Regions from separate parts of the Mus musculus genome. Here region 1 is linked to region 2. A link is a contact called in public promoter capture Hi-C data. All regions are on one chromosome and are shown on one strand. Each heading gives the region's core, a stretch centred on a gene start, on an enhancer-like site or on the middle of the called end of the contact. The rest is flanking DNA. Distances are from core to core; before and after follow the strand shown.

What was found. Promoter capture Hi-C pulls out the DNA fragments that hold promoters and counts their contacts.
Region 1: a promoter capture Hi-C map of trophoblast stem cells shows a contact between it and region 2, with 3 times the contacts expected there. The contact joins the promoter of Isl2 here to the enhancer-like site in region 2. A contact is called at or near these places in 16 of 39 promoter capture datasets (the C10 cell line, the HPC-7 cell line, the SN4741 cell line and 9 more), 5 of 15 datasets of contacts at CTCF or cohesin (embryonic stem cells, large pre-B cells, liver and 2 more), 110 of 484 Hi-C or Micro-C datasets (2-cell embryo, 3T3-L1-derived adipocytes, the AML12 cell line and 60 more), 15 of 115 datasets of contacts at active chromatin or transcription factors (bone marrow-derived dendritic cells, craniofacial prominence, embryonic hindbrain and 6 more) and 4 of 9 other capture datasets (adipose tissue, embryonic stem cells, liver and 1 more).

What each region holds. Positions count from the first base shown.
Region 1 is chr9:55,537,158-55,542,866 of GRCm38.p6, reverse strand. It overlaps Isl2 (insulin related protein 2 (islet 2)), which reads right to left and starts at 1,718. Exons shown (of 6, transcript NM_027397.3): 1 at 1,529-1,718; 2 at 578-767; 3 at 208-470. The coding sequence starts at 1,586.
Region 2 is chr9:55,437,975-55,444,321 of GRCm38.p6, reverse strand. It overlaps Tmem266 (transmembrane protein 266), which reads right to left. Exons shown (of 11, transcript NM_172923.4): 11 at 5,978-6,347. Among named protein-coding and RNA genes, the nearest start is that of Etfa, 71 kb to the left of the region's middle. Within about 2 kb of position 1,426, at least 5 of the 459 cell types and tissues checked have an H3K27ac peak or open chromatin away from gene starts, as enhancers often do. A contact at or near this core is called in trophoblast stem cells, where this site is marked.

The DNA.
Region 1 (5,709 bases), core at 469-2,968, 98 kb before region 2:
GTCCGGGCCACGGAGAACACAACTCCCGAGGCTCTCACGCTCACATACATACAATTCCCCCCGACCCCCGCACTCGCAGACACATAGCAGGGTTCCCAGCGCACGCAGCCTTTCACACCGGCTTCCCGTCGGAAGCTCAGCTGTCGGCTACACAGTCGTACATCCTACTGACGCGGCGCAGCGCTGCGGGCCGGGAGAGAGGCTTACCTGGCAGATGCAGGCCGCGGGCGCCGGGGAGCGGGCCGGGGCTGCGCGGGCTGCCAGCCGCAGCGCGCTCCAGCAGGAGGCCGTGGTCAGCTCGGCAGAGCAGCTCATGCTCCCGCAGCGAGAACTCGTCTCCAGGGAGCAGCTGGCGGCTGCACACGGAGCAGCGGAAGCACTCGATGTGGTACACGCTGTCCCGCGCCCGCATCACCAGGTCACTGCTGCTGAAGCCCACCTGGCACTGGGCACACTTGATGCCGAACAGCCTGCGGGCCCGGGTGCGGCGGGCGTCAGCGCAGGGACCCGAGCCCAGGACGCGCAGCCGTGTCCCCCCCAGCCCAAGGGGGCCGAACCCCGGGTCCCGCCGGCTCACCTGACGTAGTCCCGCTTGCAGTAGGTTTTCCCGTCTCTCACGAAGCACGTGCACGTCTCGTCCAGGTACTGGCTGCACTCCGCGCACTTGAGGCAGGCGGCGTGCCACTCGAGGTCGGGCGACACGCGAAGGATAAACTGGTCGTGGATCTGACTCCCGCAGCCCACGCACATGGCCGTCCCGGGCTTCTCTAGCAGGGAAGGGCGCAGGGCCCGCGTCAGGCCCGGTACAGGACCCGGCCGGCCTTGGCCGCTGCAGCAGCCCCAACCCAACCCGCCCTCCCTTGCTTGATCTCCCGCTCTAAAAGTGAGACCACTTTCGAATGATCCAGAAAGTAGGAAACGAAAACAACACAATCTCCTGATATTTCCATTATCACCGTCTTTGAACGCGGACGTAGTATCGGTTCAGCTAGAGACAGAGCTAACGGGAGGCAGACGACAGCACGGTGACACTGGGGAGCTACGGACGCCTCCGTGTCCACACTGTCAGCCAAGCCCGGATTTCCGCCCGCTCCCGCTCACAGCGACTCCCTATTTCAACGCAGACACCGCAGCATTCAGCCCTGTCCCCTCTTAGCTTCTTCGACAGTTCTTAGTTTAAACACCTCAGATCAAGCTACTGAAACCTCTCTACCTTCCTAAGGCAGAGAAGAAACCCATTTCTCTAAATCAAACCTAATTGTCCTAGCAGAAAAGAAAAAGAATTTCACAGCCTGAGGTCATTCCAGCCAACTTGGGAAATAATGTCTAATTGCAAAATAAAATAGTAGGATTCCAACGAATAAACAGTGTTATGGGCGAAATGCACTGCTTGTTTGTTTGTTTTTTTTTATTCTCCCAAGTATTTTGTCAAATAAAAGCCACTTGTAGAATCCGCTAAACATTCTTCTGCATTGGAAATGTTGCATATCAAGCACACATACACACCCACACACAGAGAAAGACTTACTCTTGGAATGATCCCCCATAGCACCCAGAAAAGGATAATGAAAAATAATATCCACCATGCAGAGAGAGATGTGAGCAAAGCTTGCGGCCGGGGACAGAAGGACCAGGGTCGAGCGCCCAGCCTCTGCTCTTTGCTAACTAACTCCTGCCCCGCGGAGTTGAAGGAGCGATTCCGCACCGGCCCGCACGCAGCATGACGTCAGCACGCACTCGCCCGGGGCCCGAGCTGGAGGCGGGACCTGTAGCGTCACCCAGCTCTCCCACCGCCCTGGGGCTTGCTCGGGAGATGATGGGGACCCGGAGGGTGGGCTGGGGTAGACACGGAGGCGCAGGGAGATTGGCTGGGAGGAAGTGGGAAAGCTCTGATTGGTTCGGAGTGAACAATGGAGCGCAGCCCCCTCCCCCGAAACCTTCCTAGATCCTCTCTGCAGCCCCGGGTCCCGCAATCCCTTGGAAGCCGCATCTCCACCCCGCGGGCTCTGCCGCAGCGCCGCGCTTTCTTCGGACTTGTAGGGCGTTTGCCTAGCAAGGCAATAGTCTTCTGGGAATAGATGAGAGTCGTCTCCCCCTTAAAAGTGTTTTTCTTTTATAATTTTTAAATTAAAAATTCCTCCTGGGGACGACAGACCTTGAGGGAGAAAAGAGGATTCGCTGTTTCGGGACCATCACTGGTCCAGCCGGCCACCTTTCTCCCTGGTGGGCCTGAGCCTTTGTTCGGCGGGGTCCAAGTTAGGGAGAACGGGTAGGAAATGAGCACCTGGGTTTGGATAAACTCTATGCGGACTTTCCCACCCGCGCCGCCTGTAGAAAACTCGATGTTGCAGGTGGGTAAGCCAAAAGGAATCCAGAGACTTAGAGCCACAGTCCTCCCACCCACCCTGGCCTAGGCACTTTTCCTCCCTCCTACTTTTTGCTCTTTTGGTTAAATTGATGCTGACTCCCACCCTCTCCTTTCTCCTCTCAGCTGCATAGAGCCTAAAAACAGTGCTGTGATGTGTCACTCATACAGTAAAAGATTTTTACGAACTCTCTGATTTTGGGTTACACAAACCAATTACAACACAACTAATCAGAAACAAATGTGGGACACGGGGTAATTTACCGTCTTCCCGGTGGCTTTTTAATCCTAGAAAAATCTGCGATTTCTAAGACTCGGGATTTTTTTAAACAAAAATCGTTGTGAATTTTGTTTCAAAGGGTTGAAAGACAAATCGATGAGGTACAAACAGTGTTTATCCAACGGTGGTCTGTTGGTCCCTCACTCCCATTCTGAAAGGACACCAAAAACTTGATACCTCTCTAAGTGGGGCGCGGGTGGGCTTCTGGGATAAAGTATCTCGACCAAAAGCTATGTCCGGACTTGGATCCCGCAGGCCTCGCTGCCCGAGATCTATCTAATTCAGGCGCGGCGGTCCAACTGCTAAGAGCCGAAGCTGCTGGGCTGGGAAATGGTTGCAGTCAAGAGCGTCGGCACAGGTTCTGCAGAAAGTCGGGGTTAGAAAGGCTGCTCGGAGATGCCCCAGCGCTGGAAACAGTCTGGCACCTCGCTCCACAGCCGGATTCCTGTAGCTTTTGACCCCGCCTCCACCTTTAGAGCGCTAGTGTTCTCTGGACCCAGAGTTTTGCCACAGCCTACAACCCGCTTGACAACAGGCCGACCCTTCCCCATCTTTCCTACTAGCGCCCCAGCCGCTCTGGCTCTGGGGCTGGTTAAGTTTGCATGACTGTATCTCTGCTGGTAAACCACAAACCATGAAGTAAAGGGTCCTGCATCAGCGCTGGTCTCTGTGACTTTGGGTGTTTCATTTCTTCTTCCTCCCTCACTTTTCCTCATCTGTGAAATGGGTTGTACTTAGAACAGCTGTCTTTGCTTTGTTAAAAAAAATTAAACTAATCGCAGGGAAAGCCTTAGAATCCTACCTCATCGTGCTCAGTGTCTGGTATCTACAGTAACCATAGTGGTTCTCTCTGTTGGGACCCTATACACTTGGGAGTGTGCCTTTTCTGGAAAGGTATCTGTGTGGGGCCTTGCTGGAAGTGAGGACTAAGCACATCTCTTGCCTGTTGGGCAATGATTTATTTATTTGTGAATGTGCTTGCTTTGCCTGCCCTAGGTGTGGACTTGGATTTATTGTTGAAGCCAGTGAGTGGGCTCTGCACTGTGCCTGCTCCAGGTACTGGGGGATACTTGTCACCTCACCCTCCACCCCAAGGCTATCTTGGGCTAGACCTGGCTCCCATTACCTCTAGATCCTGCAAACCTCCTAGGTAATGGCAGTCTATCTCCGCAGGAGTCCTAGGCTCAACCTTTAACCCTCTCCTACCTAGAGAAAGCCCCTCCTAACCAGAAACTGAGTTCTTGAGAATTTGCTAAGGATAGGGGAGGGGCACTCACCTCCATTTCTCTGCCGCTGTAAAACCATTTTCCAGGTCCCTGAGCATGGGTCTCCGGGGTCCCAGTCACCCCAGGAGTCCAGTGCTGGCATGAGAGGGGCATAAGTGATACACGTGGTCCAGCCTTGCTTCTCCTCCTAAAATGTCCCCTTTGAGAGGAAGCAGGGCTCTCTGCTCTCCACACTCTTGGCAGTGGCCCCTCCTTTCTTGCCCTTGCTGGGAGCGGTGGCCATGGCTTGAGAGCCCTAGCTTCAGCTGTGACATGGAAAGACTTAAGGACTGCAGCAAACGCTCCCTGAGCTCTTCCCTCTGGAAAGCCCTGGAGAAAGCCAGGTGGGTGGGTCATTACTCTGTAACGACAACAGCCCCCCTCCTGAGGACAAGCCTTGCCTGAGGGAAAGAGCAGCAATCTTGGCCTGTGGCCAGGGCTTGGGAGTCGCCTACAAAGGCCAGGCAATGGAAAAAAAAAAAAAAAAAACTGGCTTTTATTTGTTTTTCTGGAGTTTTGTTTGTTTGTTTTGTTGTTGTGAGTCTTTTGGTTTGGTTTGGTTGGTTGTTTTGTTTTGTTGTTGTAGGTTTTTGTTTTGTTTTGGGTTTTGTTTTTTGTTTTTTGTTTTTTTTTTGGCTAGTTTCTCTGTTTTTGCTTTGTCAATCTTTCCATCCTTTCTACCTTCCCTGTCTTTTTCCTCCTAAAACCAGGAAGCAGGACACACTTTTGGGGACTTGCTCCTGGGCCCTTGTATGACAGAGAGCTCGTCATGCTCCCCCTGACTGACAGGGCAGAAGTTGCACACGCTTGCACACATCCCAGCCCAGGGACCCAGATGCGTGTGCCAGCCTGCGCATGCACGTTCATGCAGCCGCACAGACAGCTTCCTCTCTATATCACCGCCTCTGTTCTTACCCCTTCCTGTCCAGAGACTCACAGATGTAAAAAGGAATGCTGGGCCGTGGCAACACCATCACCATGGCTGGTATAGGAGATTCTCTCAGGGCTGTGTGCTTTAACATAGTTCACAGAAATCCCCACATCACGGCTGAGGGACAGTGGTGTGGAAAGGTAAGTAACTCGTTACCAGATCATGCAACTGACTTTCTGTTTCCAGTGTCTGCTTGTAGATTCATCAGTGTATATTACCTGCCAATAAGCTACAGACTATGATCTCCGCCCAACAGAGCAGGAGCTGCTGGTTAGTGGAAGGAGGAGCCTTGAGATCCTCTGGGCATCTTTTCATCACTACAACAAAATAGTTGGCCAAAAAAAAAAAAAAAAAAAAAGTTAAAGAAGGAAGGTTTATTGTGAAAGTGTCCGAGTTTTCACCCATGGTTGGCCCGTCACTCTGAGGCTTCCATGAGGCCAAGCATAATGGCAGAAGGCAGGATAGGACAAGTTGCTAACTTCATGGCAAGACGGAAATGGGGAGAAACCCAGGGCAAGATGTGCCTTTCAAAGACACCTGGCCTATGTCATTCACCCAGGCCTGCCTCCTAATAGCCCACCAACTGCAAACTTATCTATGGATTTATCCTATTGAGCAGGCCAGAGAGCCTCTGGATTCAACACCTTGCAACAATGCCACCAGCTGTGACAGAACCCAGAATACATTAACTATGTAGGGGAGAAATTTTAAATCTACACCACAATAATATCAGAAAGGAAACTAAGGTTCATTATGCAACATGAAGATCACAGAGCTGGAGCTGAAAGCTGGGTTAGCAGACCACCTGCTGGAATGCCTGCCTGTGGGTGTCCTTCTGCCCTTATCCAGGTCTGAGACCACTGAGCGC
Region 2 (6,347 bases), core at 177-2,676:
ACAGACTGAGGAGAAATAGCATTCAATGGTCTCTAGATTATGGGTAAGTTATTCATCCTTGGCGCTCACCATGCTTGCTTATAGATTATAAACCTGAGAGAAGGGGTCAACTGGAACATTTACTCCAGAGGCGTCTTTGAATAGAGGATCATATACGATTAAGGCACAGGAAACTGAAGAGTTACACCAATAAGAGCAGATATTTGGAAAAGGCTCCCCTCCTTTCATGGTTGCTAATGAGAAAGAGGAGAACATGAGGTACCCATGCCCACCTTAGTATCTACAGAGGACCCTCTGGTAAGGAGATGACAGATCCCCTTCACTGTGCCCCAACCATTGGGATTTCTCTGACCCACAGGCCTTAAAAAAGAATACCTGATTTATCTGAACCCAAGCCTGTCATAAAACTAGAGGATAAAAAGTGGCCTTTACTGGGACCTATCAATCACTGTGTAATTACTTAATGAGTGAGCCAACAGGGTGGAAAGTCTCCACAGCTCTGAGCACGGGCTGAGAGCAGCAAAGATCAGTTTCTTGTTGGGTGAAGCTTGATAGGCTGGCTGTCGTAGGTCCCTGTGTTTCTTAAGTGCTTCACAGTTTCTGCCAAGTGTTGTCAATAAAGGAAGCATTCCCAGAACAGCACCCCAGGGCAACAGAGGGGATTATTAGATATCGGATCCACACTCTGCGAATCTGCTAGGGAAATTGCCAATAGCCAATTTCTGTTGAAAAATGAACAGAGTAGCATTGGCCTAAATACAGGCCCAGCACATGTCTGGAATCTTGCTGGACAGTCTGAGAGAACCAATGACCCTGTTTCATTTGGATAGCATTAGACTTGGTGCCAAGTCACAGGTGTAAAGCTCGCATCTCGAGTTGTTTCTCTAGAAGGCCTCCAGCCTGCTCAAACAGGGACCACATAGGGATGCAGTGAGCAGCAGAGGCAAGCTTGTGAGGAATGCAACCCTGCCTGCCAGCTGGGGCTGACAATGGGCTAGTAGGCCTGGCTCTGGGGTCTCTCCAAATGCCTAACACTTGGAAACTTAGTAGGTGGGTGGACTGCAGAGTGGGGCAGATAACACTTGGCTCCTGGACTCCCCCTAGTATACCTGTGGCCATTTGTGCAATGGGCCAGTGGGATTGGACCTACCTGTTTCCATTCTGCATCTGGCTTTGCCTTCTTGTTCTGTTAGCTTGGATGAGTTAAAAGTTAAGACCTTGGGTTTGGGGATCATGTAAGGCCAGAGCTGAGAAACACTTATCATATAGCATGTGCCCAGTGGGTTCAGGAAGCGGAGCTTCTGCTGCCTCTTGGAGCGTGTGTGGTTTGCATAGAAAGTGGCCCTTGTGTGGCCCTAGGCTGGGGTCAACATGGCTATAGGGAAGATTAAAGGACATGGTATGGAAATCCCACTACTTGATCCAGCCTCTCCCCGGGGAAGACTAAATCATAGTAACTTCTTCCTGATGACAGACTGGACTAGCCCAGCAGGTGGACTGGAGGATGTGGGGAGGTGCCGCAGACGTTTTAGGTCCCAGTGTCTGCGTGGAACGGGGTCTCTCGACGCGGGTGGGCAAAGCGTGGATGGATGACAGACAGACACACACGCAGGAGAGTTTGTGTGGAATCTGAATGTAATGTTACAACTCGAGCATCAGACTTTTTATGCAGAGGACAATAAGGAAGTTGGGTGACATATTCGCAAGGTACAATTGAGGTAACCGGAATCTTACATAAAACAGAGGAATGCAAACACAAAAGGTCTAACGGGAACCACCCAGCATAGAATACATTGATATCAGCTGGGATCAATGAAGGCTCCACCTAAAATTCACTAATCTTAGAAGCCAGGGTCAAGGGCTTCGCGTCCTTGCCATAGTTCCTATTTTAGTCTCTTGTATAGTCCACCTTCCCCTTAGGCCATTATAAATATGTGTATGGGTGTAACTCTGCTATAGTATCTATTCTGGTTTCTCCTTTGGTCTGAAACTTCCTTCTTCCTAAGCGATGGTAAATTCCTGTGTAAGGGAGTGACTTAGCTTTTACAATCTTGCTGAATTCTTTTTTTTTTTTTTTTTAAAGATTTTTTTTTAAGATTTATTTATTTATTATATGTAAGTACACTGTAGCTGTCTTCAGACACACCAGAAGAGGGTGTCAGATCTCGTTACGGATGGTTGTGAGCCACCATGTGGTTGCTGGGATTTGAACTCTGGACCTTCGGAAGAGCAGTCGGGTGCTCTTACCCACTGAGCCATCTCACCAGCCCCATCTTGCTGAATTCTAAACCCTTGATCTTGGTCAAGGATGCCCTTGGACTTTTGGAACACTGGCGGAAGACTTTAGCCATGTCAGAGCACTTATAGGAAAATACTGAAAGAGAGCACGTGGATCCATACTCTAGACTAGCGTAGTACTGGAACTCGGGAATGAAAAATTAATGTATGGGTAGAGAACACTAGCCTCCAGGAGGAGAGCTTCCTTGAAACTCTTTTGCCTCATGAGTGACTTTTAAGCCTTTCGGCTTGTCCAGTTGACTCGACCAGAGAGCGTAGCAGGGAGGGAATGAGCAACCTCGACCAAATATTTCTTCATCTCTTCTTCCATTGCAGATGGGACAAACCGGTCCCAAGATCCCTCCAAAGTCACTCACTACTCAGCTACTTTTTCAAGCACTGGACAGAGTTAGATCTCAGACAAACAAACAAACAAACAAACAAACTTCCAATTTTCCTCTGTCAGGAGGTACATCCCCAATACCCTCTGGGATTTTTCTCTTGCAGGATATGGTGGAGAACTCAGGAATGGTGGAGAACTCAGACCCACCCATCTATATTCACAAAGCTTCTCAGTAGCAGATTAAGAAAAACAGAAAGAGCTCTCTGGGCTGTCATTTGTGGGCACATATGAGCTGATTGTGGATACAGGCTTTCAAGCTGTTGGTCACACCGTGTCCGGCCAGGGACAGGCTCAGGTTAGGCACTGCTAAAGGGAAGTCTGAGGACTTGATTCTTCTCAGTTGTGGCTGCTTGCTACCACTTGCTGATAAGCTTATAAAGCTTAATTCTCAAGCTAAAGCCTGCCAGGTCCTGCTCCCAATGCAGCACAGGAGATGAGACTCATCACCAATCTCTCCAGGTTATAAGGAGGACAACCAATCATCACGGAACTCCGCAGCGAGTCTTCCATTCAGTGTAGGCCAGAGTTCAGTTCCTTCAGAGGAACAAATGCCCTTTGTGTATAAATTGCCGGGTGCTATTTGTTGAGCTAAGAAGTTGGGGCAGGAGGTAGGATTCAGCCCTTCTACTTCAGACCTGTGCTGGCTAGGTAGATGTCAACTCAGCACACACTAGGGCTGTTTGAAAGGTAGATGTCAACTCAGCACACACTAGGGCTGTTTGAAAGGTAGATGTCAACTCAGCACACACTAGGGCTATTTGAAAGGAGGGAACCTCAACTAAGAAAATGTCTCCATAAGATCCAGGTATAAGGGAACAACATGAACTAACCAGTACCCTGGAGCTCGTGTCTCTAGCTGCATATGTATCAGAAGATGGCCTAATCGGCCATCATTGGAAAGAGAGGCCCGTTGGTCTTGCAAACTTTATATGCCTCAGTACAGGGGAATGCCAGGGCCAAGAAGTGGGGGGGGTGGGGGGGGTGGGGGGGAGGGCATAGGGGACTTTTGGGATAGCATTGGAAATGTAAATGAAGAAAATACCTAATTTAAAAAAGGAAAAAAAAGATCCAGTTATAGGGCATTTTCTTAATGAACTATTGTTGGGGAAGGGCCCAGCCCACGGTGGATAGGGCCACCCCTGGGCTTGTGGTCCTGGGTTCTATAAGAAGGTAGGTGGAACAAACCAGTAAGCAGCACCCCTCCATGGCCTCTGCATCCACTCCTGCCTCCAGGTTCCTGGCCTGTCTGTGTTCCTGTCTAACTTCCTCCAGTGAGCTTGAGTGATGTGGAAGCCTAAGTCCTCCCCAGGTTGCTTTGGTCATGGTGTTTCATTACAACAATAGTTCCCCTAAGACAAGACCCAAGTATATTTGTCTTAAAGCGTCTTCCAGACCGCTTTCCTGAGTCAGGCTGGCTCTTTGACTCTGACACGGAGAAAGAACCATGAAACAGCCAAAGAGCAAAGGCCTGTGACTATTATTTTCAGACACAATCTTGGCTCAATTCAAGCCTACCTCCAGCCAAGAGATCTAGGTCCTCTATTGTTTAAACTAAAAAAAATCAAACGATGGTTAAATCATTTCTTCATTCTCAAGCCATCTGGGAGGGACCTCAGACTGAGCGTCTAGCCACGCCGACAGCTCTCAAAGCATCTGAAAGCAGATCCGGGTTCATCACCCTTGAGACCAGTCTAGGGCTGGTTGCTACTCTGTGGGACGATTTTTTTTTTTTAGGGGATGATTGTCTCACTCTGGGCTGTATTGTAATGGTGTCTCACATTCTCCTCTCTGCTCCTTTAGTCCTCTTGTTCCTATAGATGAGATGTCCTGCCTAGCCTGTCAGACATTTTACTGAAACCCCCTCAATGCACAATCCCCCCCCCCAGGAGTCTTATCTCATAAAAGTCTCTCTTCTTTTGGATTGATAGCCCCTCTGCTGGAAGCAACTAGAGCAGCCATTGGCCCTCCCCTACAGCAATCTCTGGAACAAAGGAGCTCTACATGGGTATAAATGAGTAAAGAAAGTGGAAGTAGGCTCCATGAGATAGCGGCTTCAGGTTCCCACAAGGTACTGAGGAGAAATGTTGAGTGGGCATGAGGCCATGTGATCACAGACTTGGGGAGGGTGGGCTGCTGGTGGTGAGGTATGGAGAGGATGGGCTGTGGGAGTCTAAGAGTGGTATCCAAACAAACCAATCGGGGAGACGGGGAGGACCCCGGAGCCCTGTAAAATATCCATGCCTGTGTCCATTCAGCAGACTCTAAGGCCTAGGGGATAAAGCTGTTACTTCCCCTTTCTCGAGGCTTCTCTTCTGTCTTCTGGGGCTGTCCAATCCTTTTTCTGTGTCAGGGAACAAACCTGACAATCCTTCAGCACCATTATTACAGATCTCATGGACAAAGGGTAGCCTTTGCCTACACCTAACAATTCCCTCCTTTCCAACCACGTTCCCAGGGTGTCTCTGTGCCCTGAGCCTTGAAGCAGGCAAAGGGGCAGCTGCTGATCACACCATGAGGCTGCTGCCCCTCCAGAGCTAACTCAAGAGGCCCCAGGAGCTGGAGGACACCTGACCTATCAGAGGCAGGGCAGGCTGCACACCTATACAGCAAGCACCTCTAAAGAGTGAAGGGGAGACTTGAAAGAAGTGGGAGCTACGTCCCAAATGGCTGTGACTGTCATCTGTCATGTAGAGGGACAGGATCCCTTAAACCAGCAAACCATCCCTTCCTGCCCTTACCACCTCCCCCGCCACGAGAAACCTGATGGTCATACAAACACAACTCTGAAAGATGTTGGGCAGGCAGAACGAGAGGGGGAATGAGGGAGAGAGGGAAAGCCAGGACTAGGCCAGGCTGAGCCTACTGCAGTCCAGCCCACTGGAGGACATGGGCCCCATCAAGGCTGGGATGAGAGCTGGGGTCGGGTATCTAGGAAAATGACCAGAGTCGGGCAGAAAGCCAGGGATGTCATGCATGTCTGTAACTGGGCAGATGGCAAAACAAGAGCTGAACTCAGCTCTGGACCAGGTTGAGTCTGACACCCCCAAGACTAGAGCCCTGGGTCCAAGAGCTGCTCAGGAGTTGCCAGGGAGGGAGGCACAGCTGTGGGTTCCATTCTGATGGAGAGATAGGGGAGGGAAAAGCACTCACTGGCCAGCGTGGATGGTTCAAGGCTCTCTGGAAAGGCCTTGGGGCTGCCAGAGAGGAGATAGAGTGGCCCAGATAAGTGTGTATCTGGTAAACTTTGAACCACTGTAGACAATGGCAAACAAACAAAAACCTCTACTAGCCAGATATCTCAGTGCAGCTGGTTTTTATTATTAAAGCCAGGGTCATAAAATGGCTGTCCCTCCCCTCCCATCCCCCTCCCGCTTCCAGATCCATCCCCTCATGGCCTGTGAAGACTTGGAAATGTCCATGCTGGAATGAGAGAATGGCAGGTGAGACAGGCTCGGGTGTGGTCTCCGTGGTTGTGGCGGCTCCCTCAGCATTTCTGGAAAGACGGCTTGGGGTGAGGCTGTGCAGCCCCTGCTCACAGTGCTGTCCCCGAGAATCCGGGGTGGGCATCAGGAACGAAGGCAACGAAAGAGGCTGAGCTGGCCCCCACACTCTACCCTGCTGAAGCTGGGCCATAGGCTGGTTTTTATAAAAATGGTTTTAAAAAACA